Linked DNA regions of Anser cygnoides: region 1 is linked to region 2. Evidence: chromatin contacts called from public Hi-C data. All regions are on one chromosome and are shown on one strand. The core of a region is the stretch at or near the end of the contact, and the rest is flanking DNA. Distances in the headings are between cores, read along the strand shown.

Region 1 (5,825 bases), core at 3,015-5,514, 45 kb after region 2:
CGGGGCCGGGCCTCACCTGCGGCCTCAGGGCAGCCGGGGCCGGGCCCGCCGCGTCGCCCCGGTGACGGCTCCCGCCGCCGCCGCCGCCGCCATTTTCCCTCCCCGCCGCGGCAGCCGCCGCTCCGGCCGCGGCCGAGCGCGCACTGCGCGTGCGCCGCCCCCCCCCTCCTCCCGGCCCCGCCGTCACATGATTCGGGAGGGAGTGTGGGAGGGGGGAAGGGTCACGTGGGGCGCGCGCGCCATGATGGGGAGGTCGGAGCGCGGCCGTCCCTATAGGCGCGCGGGGCTCTGAGCGGCGCGGGGAGGCCGCCATGTTGGGGAGGTCGGGCTTGGTGGGAGGGGGGGGTGGCAGGGCGGCTCCCCGCCCGTCCGCCCTCCTGCAGGCCGGGGGCACCGCGGCCTCCCCCCTCAGGGGACGCCATCCCCTGCCTGCGGAACGGGTAGACGGCCGCGAGCTGGCCTCAGGCGTGGGCACCCATGCGGCGGGGTGACGCTGGTGGCGGGTCCCCCTCCTCCGGGTGGCAGCCCGCCACCGCCACGAGGCTGCGCGGTGCCCGGTTCGTGTGCCTGCCGGGTGAGCGGCCCTGCGAAGGGCTGCAGGCACCTGGGAGGGTACGGCACCGCAGTTACAGAGCCCCACGGCACCACAGTCCCACAACGCCACAGCCCTACAGCCCCACAGCCCCACGGCTTCACAGCCCTAGAGCACCAAAGCCCTACAGCCCCAGAGCTCTACAGCACTAAAGCCCCACAGCTCTACAGCACCACGGCCCTACAGCACCAAAGCCCCACAGACCTACAGCCCCACAGCCCTACAGCCCCACAGCCCTACAGCCCCACAGCCCTACAGCACCACAGCCCTACAGCACCAAAGCCCCATAGCCCTACAGCACCAAAGCCCCACAGCTCCACAGCCCCACAGCTCCACAGCCCCACAGCCCTACAGCACCAAAGCTCTCCAGCTCCACAGCCCCGCAGCTCCACAACACTGCAGCACCACAGCTCCACAGTCCCACAGCCCTACAGCACCACAGCCCCACAGCACCGCAGGGTGGCTGAGCCTGGAGGGTGCCTCTGAAGATCGCCCAGCCCAGCCCGCTGCCGAGCAGGATACGTGTGACCACAGACAAGAAACCCAGCCAGCACGGGTGCGAGATGACATTGCCAAAAGTCCCCTAGTGCCTGTGCGAGGCCTTGGCTCACGGCTGCTCTCAGTTCCCGTGGGGGTGGCTGGGAGGATGGCTGCTCTCTGGCCTGCGGTGCTCCCACGGCAGCCCAGGTTTTGTGAGGCTGAGCCCAACCAGGGCTCGAGAGCAGCTCTGCGAACATGGCAACTGGCAAAGTGCTGCAATCCTCGCTTGGGGTTGAAGTGCTGCACAACGTTCGTAAGAGAAAATTAGCTCAGACTTTTAACTGAGAGGCAGCAGTGCCTGAAGTGCCTCAGTCGCTCTCGGAAATGGTACTTCAGTTGTTTAAGATAGTGCTGCTCGTCACTGGATGAGGGATAATGAGCACTTTGGGGGCCAGAAACAGGCAGGGGGCTGAAGAGCTCCATGTGCTGGAGACGGGATTTCTTACCGTGAGGGCAAAGCCAGCAGGAAGGGGGCATGTTCGAGAACAACGCTGCTGGAGCTCCGAATGTGCTGCTTGCAGGGCAGCGCTAAGCCAACAATGCTGGGCACCGGCTGCTCGAGAGCACAGTTCCTGTTTCCTTCTGGAAAAAGCCAGAGGATGGGTAGGAACAGCCCGAGGTTGCACCCTTTCCTCCCGTCCTCGCACAGCCTCCGTGTCGCCTGCGTGGACCCTGGGCCTGTCCCCATCCTGTCCCCACCCAGCGGGGTGCAGACACCCACGAGCGCTGCTGCAGCGCCCAGCGCCCCGCGAACCCCAGCACGGCTCGTGTGTGGATGCACAGCATCCCACCCCTCACAAAACCGCCCGGAGGATGCCCCTGGTGGCTTTTGGGCTTGCCAGGGCAGAGGAAGGCCGGCGAGGGGCCCGAGGAGCTGCTGGCAGGAGCCGGGGCTCACCGCAGGGGTAGGGTGAGTATTTTTCTGCTTTTAGCTGGAGTTTTTAAGAAGCCGCTCGCCATCTGCTGGCAGGCTGCAGCTCGTGAATGGGGTGTCCTCCTGCCTGGAGTTCTGGGGAAGAGTTCCAGATTTGAGGTCGAAAGGAAAGTTTCTGTGACTCCCTGTCTGAACGTTTGTTTTTTAGGGTGCTGGAAGCGGCGTTCACTTCTGCAGCATGTGGATCTGCCCTCGGCAGACCCGCCCCCAGCTACCTTTGTGTCATTCAAGGCCCAGAGCAGTACGTCAGTGTGCCGAATAGCCCAGCTACAAGAGCTTAATTAACCAGGTTTTTCTTTTGGGAAACCCTAAAGGGTTTGAGCTGAAGTTATCCCACCTGCCACACGGGACATTTAAGAGTAGCAAGCACCCAGGACGTGGATGTAAAGCGATATAAATAAGTACGACAGGAAGATGCCACAGGCCCTCAGGTGAGTTTCTGTCCTCTCAACACACAGATTAACTCAGATGCACCTCTACGCCAGCCTCCCCAAAGCCGGACCCTGGCCAGAGCTGCGTGCACCCTGGCGTTGTTGGGATTTGGAGGCACGGTGGTGGGAGCAGCACCGTAACCCCGCGGGGCTGAGGTAACGGCAGGGGGTTCGGGGCTTTGCTGGAACCCCTGGCACCATGCAGGCTGCTGTGGGTGGGCTGGTTCCCCCACGGAGCCACCGGCGGGACTCGTGGCCTCGTGGTCCTTTGGGCGTAGGGCGAGTGCCGGGGGGCTCGCAGCGGGGGGATCACACCATGCTCGTGCCTCCCCCAGCCCCCTCCTTCCCTCCTGGCTTTGCGGAACAGATCTGCTAAACACCAGGTTGGTGCTTGGTCGGGGGGCGCAGCCGCGGGCTGTGGGGATGACATGCGTGCCGATGCAGTGACAGTCGCGTGGCAGTGGGTGCCCCCATCCCATCCCATCCCATCCCATCCCATCCCATCCCATCCCATCCCATCCCATCCCATCCCCATCCTAATCCTGATCCCAATCCCCAAGCCATCCCCATCCCAACCGCATCCCTTCACAATCCCATGCCAGATCCCAATCCCCAAGCCATCCCCATCCCAACCCCATCCCTTCACAATCCCAAGACAGATCCCAATCCCCATCTCAATCCCAACCCCAATTCCCATCCCATCCATCCCAATCCCAATCCCGATCACAACCCCCATCCCAACCCCATCCCATCCCAATCCCAGTCCCCATCCCATCCCAACCCCATCCCATCACAATCCCAATCCCAATACCCAACCCATCCCCATCCCAAGCCCATCCCTTCACAATCTCAAACCAGATCCCAATCTCCATCCCATCCCAATCCCGATCCCAGTCCCTATCCCATCCCAACCCCATCTCATCACAATCCCAGTCCCGATACCAATTCCAATCCCAATCCCAATCCTGATCCCAATCCCCATCCCCTCCCATCCCATCTCATTCCCATCCCATCCTGATCCCAATCCCCATCCCCATCCCACCCCATCCCTATCCCCATCCCGATCCCCATCCCATCCCCACCCCATCCCCTCCCAATCCCAATCCCAATCCCCACCCCATCCTCATCCCCTCCCATCCCATCCCCATCCCGATCCCAATCCCCACCCTGATCCCAATCCCCATCCCATCCCCATCCCTTCACAAGCCCAAGACAGATCCCGATCTCAGTCACCATCCCATCCCCATCCCGATCCCAATCCTGATCCCCATCCCAATCCCCATCCCCTCCCATCCCATCTCATTCCCATCCCATCCTGATCCCAATCCCCATCCCGATCCCAATCCCCATCCCACCCCATCCTGATCCCAATCCCCATCCCACCCCATCCCTATCCCCATCCCGATCCCCATCCCATCCCCACCCCCACCCCATCCTCATCCCCTCCCATCCCATCCCCATCCCGATCCCAATCCCCATCCTGATCCCAATCCCCATCCCATCCCCATCCCTTCACAAGCCCAAGACAGATCCCGATCTCAGTCCCCATCCCGATCCCCATCCCATCCCCACCCCAATCCCAATCCCAACCCCATCCCTATCCCCCCCGCTCCTCCCGCCCGCCAGGGGGCGCCCTCTCCCCTCCCCCGCACGTGGCCGCCCGTCCCCTCCCACCGCGCACGCGCCGCTCCCCCCCCCGCCCTCTCCCCAGCGGCGCGCGCGGGCGCGGGCCGGCAGGGGGGGTGTGCGCAGGCGCGCTGCCGGGCGGCGGGGTGGGGAGGGAGGCGGCGCGCGCATGCGCCCTGCTCCGTGTGGCGGCGGCGGCGGCGAAGGGGGGGGGGGGGCGCTAAGATGGAGGACGAGGAGGTGGCCGAGAGCTGGGAGGAGGCGGCCGACAGCGGGGTGAGCGCGGGGAGCGGGCCGGGACCGGCCGGGGGGGGGGCGGCGAGGCGGGGGGGACCGGCAGGGACCGGCGGGGGGCGGCTGGGGCTGGGGGTGGCGGGGGTGGAGGGGACGGGAGCGGCCCCCGGCCCCTCGCGGCCGCCCCCCTCAGGGCAGCGGGCCGGGAACGGCTCCTGGGGGGGGGGGGGTCCCGGGCCCTGTCCCGGGAGCCGCGGCCTGGAGCCTCAGCGCTGCTCCTGGCCCGGCACCGCTCGTCCTCCCCGTCCGTCCTCCCCGGCTGCGCTTTGCGCGTGCTCTTAAAGCCCTCGGGAGGGGATCTCCGGGCCTCGTCCTTCCCCGGTCCCCTCTCAGCGAGCCCAGACCGCGAGGCGAACTCGTCGGCGCTCCCGCGGCTCGGCAGGCTGCTCGGGGAGCCGCCGCCACGCCTGCAGCTGCTTCTGCAGTTGTCCGGGGTTTGGGCGCCTGCGAAAGCGCTTAGAGCGCAGAGAAAGCCGAGCCGTCTCCAGCAGGAGTTATTATTATGCAAGAGGAGAGATGGATGCTGCCTTCTGGCAGCCGGGATATTTTAGAAAGGTCATGCTTCGGAGCTGCGGCTCGCAGGAAGGGGACCCTCTGCTGCTGCTGGTGGCCGCAGGAAGTTAAGAGCCAGCCGGGATGGACCCGCGCAGGGGTGAGCCTGCTCCCGCCTGGCGTTTTGCCTCAAGCAGGTGGGTGCTCGCGCAGGCTGGGCACCGTGGGCTCTCCGAGCTGCTGCAGCAATCAAAGGTATGGGAGGCTCAGCAGAGAGACTCAGAGAAGAGAAAGGGGAAGGGAGCACAGGAAGAGGCTCGGCTGTAGGGCAGACAGTGTGACTGATGTTGCTCGTTAACGGTTGAAAGTTACGAGGCACACCTGCCTTTCTTTGTGGAAAACCTGCTGCAGTTAGCAGGCAGGGAAGCCTGAGTGCAGCCTTAACGAGGTGGATCTTCTGTTGAAAGGGTGAGGAAAAACTGTGTGCAAGAGCTGGCCTGATGCTGTAATCACGGTATCGTTCTTGTTGTTTTAAGGAGTTTCCTTTGTGCTTTTTTCCACCTCTGTCTTACCTGGCATAGATCTGAGGTGGATCCCAACTCAGAGGCGCGAGATGTGGCAGCCGCGGTGCAGAGGAAGGTGCAAGAAAACACTGAAGATGAAAGCTGGCGTGCCAAGGAGCAGCTTTGAGCACATCCCCTTGTCCTAACGCTATACGCAGTTGAGATCTGAGCAGTCAGTTCTCAGACCCCTCAGCACACGTGTACGCAGGAGAAAGGTAGTGAAAGAGATCCATGGTGGGCTTCTGAGACAAGCTGCCTCCTTTCTTGGCAGTAAGCCACCAGGAGGGCACTGTGTGGAGCAGAAAGGCTGCTGACATTTTCAGCACTCATCCTTCCCCGTGTGTGTGTGGTTT
Region 2 (6,338 bases), core at 1,530-4,029:
CCAGAGCAACACGGAAGCGAGCACCACCCAAGAGGTGTCAGACAGCAGTGCGTGCGAGTCTCCGGGCCCGAGCAGCGATGCCTTGCCTTCTTTTTGTTTGAAAGGGAGCCTCGCGGACACGCCGGGCTCAGCCACACCTTGGCACCCACGAACGCGCGCAGCTCCCCTGTCCCTCCCAGCCAGTCCCGGCGGGCCTCCGGAGACACCTCGGGCAGCTCTCCAGCTGCGCCGCAGACACTTTTTCCAGGGCTCAAAGCCCGTGCTTCGAATCCAGAGGTTCTCTTACCAGTTTTTGGAGGGCGAGTACGTGTGGATTTCATCGAAGAACCTCTCCGGCTGGTGCAGAGGGTAAGGGCTCGGCCGCGTCCACCCACCGAACAGCACGAGCAGGTCCTTGTAGACCACCAGCGTGGCGCCAGCCTTGGGAGAGGGGTACGAACCTGGGCAGGGACGGAAAAAGGGACGGTTAGGAAGCCACGCTTGAACACAGGCATCAAACCCTTCAGGAATTTTACCAAAGTGAGGCGACGTGGAGGCTCCACCTTTGAAAAAAAGCAGCAAAGAAGGCAAAATTAGAGTTGGGAGCCTGGGAAGAAAACTACTGCCAATTTGTGTCATTGTAATTAGTAGGAGCCTGAAAGCACATTTCATGTATGGCAAAACATCTGTCAGTCACTGGCAGGAAATTACTAGCTTTCTAACATATCCCTTTAAATTATTGCTTTAGCACTGAATAAAAGCAATAATTACCTCCAAATACCTACTAACTTCTCCCCAAGGACGGAGTGAGAATGAATACTAATTCTAACACATCCGGCGCTGCTCGTGGCAGATCGCTTGGGAGCTCCGAGGCGGCAGCAGAAACCCAATCCCGTTTTCTCAAAGCGGCACAGCGAAACCCAGAGCGCTTTGCCGCGGGAGTTATCAGCCCCTCCCCGAGTTCGCACAAGGCAGCGCTCCTCCAAAAATTATCGAGGGACTTTCGCCCATCCGGCCGGAGGCTTGGAAGGCTTTGCTCAGGCCAGGCACCTCCCGAGCAGGACCGCCGCGTGCAAAAGCGAGACGCGGCCTCCTGCTGTTGCGACGCCCTGTGCTCTGAAGGCACATCCCGAGGGTTTTCCCAGGCACTGATCTCACCTCTCGACCCACCGCCGGTGTGCTGCGAGCGCCCTGCCTGCAGTCCGTGCCCCGCATCTCTCCGATGATGGATCTCTCACTCGGGTGGCCCTTGGCTAGCTCAGGGCAGGAGCGACTTCAAGTGAAAAGCCTCTTCTCAGGGGCAGCTCTCAAAGGGCCTGATCCCTTTGAAGCTGTCAGAAAAGCAGCCGCGGTCCCACTGCAAAAATACAGCCCCCGCCTGCTCCAGCAGCCAGAGGAGCTGTGTTACCACCTCGCTGCAGCCTCAGATGTTGAAGTGGGCAGACACGAGCATCCCCCTTCCCGTGGCCATCACAGCAAGCAGGTTCCTCCCCTTCTGCAGGCACGCTTTCAGCTGACCCTGAGTATGTCACCTGAAAGCGTCACCCAAACCAGGGACGCGCGGGACCAGGGGCAACCCAAGGGCAAGGCTGCGCACGTGGCTGTAGGAGCACCGGCACCCTCTCCAAAAGGCTGAGATAACAAAGCGACTGCTCTTCTCTGATGTCCTAATAGGACCGGGAGAAGCATTTTTAGCAGGTAATGACATGCAGAACCGAGACTATTTTTAAAAGAAACCAGAGCAGCTATTTTAAGATGCTGCAGCTGAGAAAAGCGATTCGATTGTGATGGGTTCCAGGTGGTGGGTGGTAAAAGCCAAGCCAAAAAGCAACCCCCAGGCAAGCACAAAAGAGGCTCAGGGGCTTTGCTGCCACCTTTCTCTGGGGACAAAGTAGGTTTTGGTGCTGCTCTCGGGTGCTGCAGTTATGGGGGAAGAGGGGAATAAAGCTGTTCGGGAAACAATTGTTTTGCTAGGGCAGGTATGCAGCGTGGCCAGGACCGTACCCAACATCTCCTTAAAGACTGAGGTGCCAAGAGAGGGTCATGTTTGGTTACTTTTTGTTCCCAGCCAAATTCCAGACTTCCAGTTTTCCTGGCTGTGTGCAATTCATTAATCCACACCAGCAGGTTTCCAACCCAAGTATTTCCTTGGCAGAGCCTGAAAGTCGCTCTCCCAGGCTTGGCATGGCAAGCTGATTGCCAGAAAAGTTTCTACCTGACTTGGAGAGAATAAGCTGGCTGGCTGCGTATTCCCTTACCCACCACTCTGCTTATCCGCCCAGGACATCACAAGACAGCACGGGGGCACGCAGCGGGCCGGTGCGTGGGTCTGTCTGCAGCAGGGACACCAGTGCGATGCAAAAAGTGCTGGTTTTAAACTGGGACAGGAGTTGGCCTTAAACAGACGGCTTGGCTAGAATCGTCCCCGTGCAGGTCGGGCTGGGGTCAGGGGGACAGCCCAGCGCCGTGCTCGGGCTGCCGGGCAGTGAGAAATGCCGCCTTCCTCCTGCTGCAACCTGAAGGGCAGCCCCTGCCTCAGACACCGAGATGGTTCCCAAAGGAGCCAACAACAACCATGTAAACAGCCCCAGGCAGAGGCTAGCCCTGGTTTTTCAGGAAGCTTGGCCTATTATTGGACGCTGTGCGGGTGTAAATGAAGGCAGAGTTTCGTTCTGCTAGGCAGGAAAAATCTCGATTTCACAAGCCAAAGGAAGAGCTGGCCTCTCGCAGCCTCTTCCCGCGCGGCGACCAGACGGCCGCGGCATGCACAGGGCTTCAAAGGGGCAGGCACTGCGGGGCGGCGCCTGCCCCGGCTCCGGAGCCATGTCCTGGGGCCAGCCCCGAGCTCTGCTCCACGGGTGGAGCGCGCAGAAACGGGGCAAATGTCGCAGCGCGAGGTGGCTCTCTGCAAGGCGGCTGTGCTGAATGCCTGTCCTATACAGGTGCCTTAACTGCGTTGATCTTGTGTTCAGCCAGAAACGTGCACCAGGGTGGCTGAAACCTGGGGAAGGAACACTGGAGCATGAACACCGCTGCCTTATCTCTAAGGCACGCAGGAGCTGCTGGGTGCTGCTGCCAGCGAGCCCGGAGCTAACAGCAGCCTCGTGCGTACGCAGGCGATGCACAAAAGCGATGGCAGGATAAAAATGTTTGCAACGTGACCACGCACGGGCACTGACTGCAAACAGAACTGCCCGAGCAGCTGTCGGGGGGCTCCAGTAAACCCCGCTTAGCTTTGTAGCAACAGCGGACGGTGCTCAAACCCGAGGCTTGTAGCTTGAGGTTTAAAGTGATACAAAAGCAGCTTTGGTAGAAGTTGGTGTCTGAGCACAGCTCCATTCCAACTCGCTGCCACCTTCCCACCAAGCCCAGGAGGGGCAGGAGCACCTCGAGGGGTGCAGCGGCACGGGGCAAGGCAGCGAGGAGGAGGAGGAGGGGGTGGAGGAGGAGGAGGAGGGGGAGGAGGTGGTGGTGGCGGCAGAGGCGGCCGCAGCCTTTGTGACTTCAGGTCTCAAGTATGCGGAGCGCGGAGACAGGTACGGCACCAGCAACATCAAAGGGACACGGCTCCACTTCCCTGGGCCCCGCAGCCACTCGCTCAAAGTCCGAGCTTCAGAGGCCGGCCGCGCGGCGGTTCAAAGGCTGGCAGCGACGTATCCGACAGGAGGGCTTCCTCCTCTTGGGGCTGTCACCAACTGCTCCGAGCGCTCTGCTATTACACTTGCAAACGAAACGGCTTCTGTGAAATGAAACGGCTTCTGTGCCTTGCCGTGGTCCGAAGTACGGCAGCGCCTGCAGGAGGGCATCGCTTGCTAACTGCACCCGCTCCAACGGCCTCTTCGGTGGATGCTGCGGAGAGGCGCAGCGGGCTCTTCCCTGCTGAGCACAAAACGCGTTTCCAAGCTCCGCGCCCCGGTAACACCATCGAGCCCAGTATCAGATTATCTTTCCTTGGGGATAAGAATCCAAGCACGCAGAGGGTGCAGCACAATTAACTACTTCTGAGCACAGAGGGAACATCTCCCTTCAGCTGACGCTGTTTATTCGGTGGAGATGAGGAGTTAAAAGCCAGTCGAGCTATTTTTTCCAGCTGATGGATTTTCCTGGCTCACAAAGCAGATACATACTTTTCAAAAACAAACAAACAAAAAAGATCTCTGGCTTCCGTGGACGTGTGGAAGAGAAACGCCAGCCTCTGATCGCTTCTGACACGAGCTCTGAACGCTACCTATTTATGATATGTCCTTATAAGCATTTTTTAAAGCCCATTTATTCAGCCCTCTAATGCCACCGGAGCAGCACGCGCAGAGATCAGCAGCCACAAAAGAAAAACCTCACTCCAGGGGCACGCTAACACGAATTTCCAGACCAGCCTTTTACCTAAGTCAGGCACAGCCCCGAGCAACCCCAAAAAGAGGGCACGTAACAAACATCAAGCGGAGCTTAAAAGACAAAAATAAAAACGCAGGGAAAAGCTGCCGGGTGCCTGATGTGACGGGACTGCACAGATGAAAGAATTGGTTCAGAGCAGCACCAAATGGGGAAACGCTGCAGGAGAGGAGACGGAGTGAAGCCAGGTGTTCGCACCAGCTCAGGGGTGAGGGTAAGACATGGAAGGAGCTCTCGGGTGGCACGAGGGAGATAAAGTTTGTGGGAATTTTATTTGGGCAGACTCGGCTTTCTGGACAGATTAGAGGAGTGCTACCAACGATGGCTGGGGGCCGTAGCTGCCCGGCCTGACGGATTTCTCCAGCAGCCCTGGCTCCAGCAAGAGGATGCTCTTCTTGACGGGCTCCAGCGAGCCGACTGCAGTCATCCCGAGCTGATTCACTTTCCAAGCAGCGACGGGATAAACAAACACAGGCCCACAGCCCGGTTTCCAATTTCAAAGGGCAAGCTGAGAAATTAAAGCAAGCTCGTCCGGCAGCCAGGGCACTGCGCTGCGAAGGAAGCCAAGCCCCAGGTTCCAAAGCCGCCCACGGCCCGCGCAGAAAGCCGGGAGCAGGCCCAGGGCAGGCTCGGGGGGCTCGCAGCTGCCGCCCGCACCAGCGCCACGGGCAGCGTGGCCACAGCCCCGGGAACGTGGAAAAACCCTCCTCTGGAAGCTGGCCTCGCCCCGCCAGCAAGCTGCATTTGTTCAACAAATTACATCCCATTACACGGATGCACTTAATCTTGCAGGGACATTATCAGCGGAATGTATTACTCCCAGGGAAAGAGCCGGAGGGATGCTGGGCTCCAGCAGCCAGATACGGAAGGCGACCTCTGCCAGGAACCTGGCGTTTCCCGAGCTTTTTGCAGCTCTGCAAAGTCACGGTGTTTCAGCGTAACGGCTGCAGCAGAACGAAACGCTGTGCAGGCTTTTGCTCCGAGGAGTTTGTGCTGTGCTTACAGAGAACTGCAAAGAATCGGTCACAGGCAAATTCCTCTCTAGAAGGGGAGAAGCAGAGGCCGCCCGGCTGCCAGGTCCCCGGCGGGAACGAGGGGCAGCGGGGCTGGAAGGGCGCCTGCGCTCACCGCGCTCGCACCGCTCGGGCGTGCAGCTCCCTCGGGGAGCTCCTGCTCTCCCCGACGGCTTGTCGGGGTTGCAGCCTCCCGGCGGGCAGCGCTCGGTCTGGGTTCACTAGCCCAATTTTCAGGCCAGCAGACTTAAAGGAACCAAATGGTGAGCCCTAATCTGGAAACCTCATCCGCCCCCGGCGCGTTATCTACCGCGGCCGAGGCACAACCCCGACCACGCTCGTGCGGAGCGGCTTCGTCCTGCCGCCGGGAAGGTCGCGTTTTGCCTTGCTCAGCGTATCCTGAAACTCGTCTGACAGCATGAAATCCCCAAATCTTTCTCCCTCTATGGGAAGGGAAACCAGAGAAGGAAAAAATCCCTTGGCTTCACGGTTCAGCCTGGATTTTTCCGTGGTAGTCGGCAAATCTGCCCGAAAGCTTTTCCCCCAGCGGTGTGCTGAGCGAGACAACGAGGAGCCTACGGGCAGAGGAGCAGCACCCCAGGCAATCCCAGCCCCAGCACCACAACTGGGAGATGCCAACGGAGCACCCCGATGAGAAAAGGGGGCATCGCGGTGGCACACCTCACACTGGCTCTCTCCAGAAGTCAAACCACAGCACTCGGGACTCGCTGTAACACAGCACTCAGCTGCCCCGGATCCAGCATCTGACATTCACCTGTTTTTGTCCTGAGACGTTCAAAACGAGGCACCGGGATTACGGACGTTTTCAAGACCGGCTTTGACTGGGGCTGCTAAACCTTAAGGCTTTTAAGAGCCAGGAAAGTATCATTTTCCCTTACCAAAGCCACATGTGACTTAGTGTTCCCTCCAATCTGGGTTCAAAAAAAATTCCTTTCT

What was found. A called contact is a pair of places that touch in the nucleus more often than the background predicts.
Region 1: a contact with region 2 is called in a Hi-C map of fetal liver, with 1.8 times the contacts expected there. The contact joins the promoter of SZRD1 here to the enhancer-like site in region 2. A contact is called at or near these places in 5 of 7 Hi-C or Micro-C datasets (fetal liver, granulosa cells and liver).

Annotation. Positions count from the first base shown.
Region 1 is chr23:981,725-987,549 of Taihu_goose_T2T_genome, forward strand. SZRD1 (SUZ RNA binding domain containing 1) reads left to right here and starts at 4,265. Exons shown (of 4, transcript XM_066982129.1): 1 at 4,265-4,399. The coding sequence starts at 4,349. FBXO42 (F-box protein 42) reads right to left here and starts at 174. Exons shown (of 10, transcript XM_066982123.1): 1 at 17-174. It overlaps LOC106040171 (a long non-coding RNA gene), which reads left to right and starts at 1,916. Exons shown (of 4, transcript XR_007158458.2): 1 at 1,916-2,042; 2 at 2,215-2,355; 3 at 2,525-2,653; 4 at 2,833-2,946.
Region 2 is chr23:937,797-944,134 of Taihu_goose_T2T_genome, forward strand. It overlaps FBXO42 (F-box protein 42), which reads right to left. Exons shown (of 10, transcript XM_066982123.1): 5 at 287-440. Among named protein-coding and RNA genes, the nearest start is that of CPLANE2, 11 kb to the left of the region's middle. Within about 2 kb of position 2,780, at least 1 of the 3 cell types and tissues checked has open chromatin away from gene starts, as enhancers often do. A contact at or near this core is called in fetal liver, where this site is marked.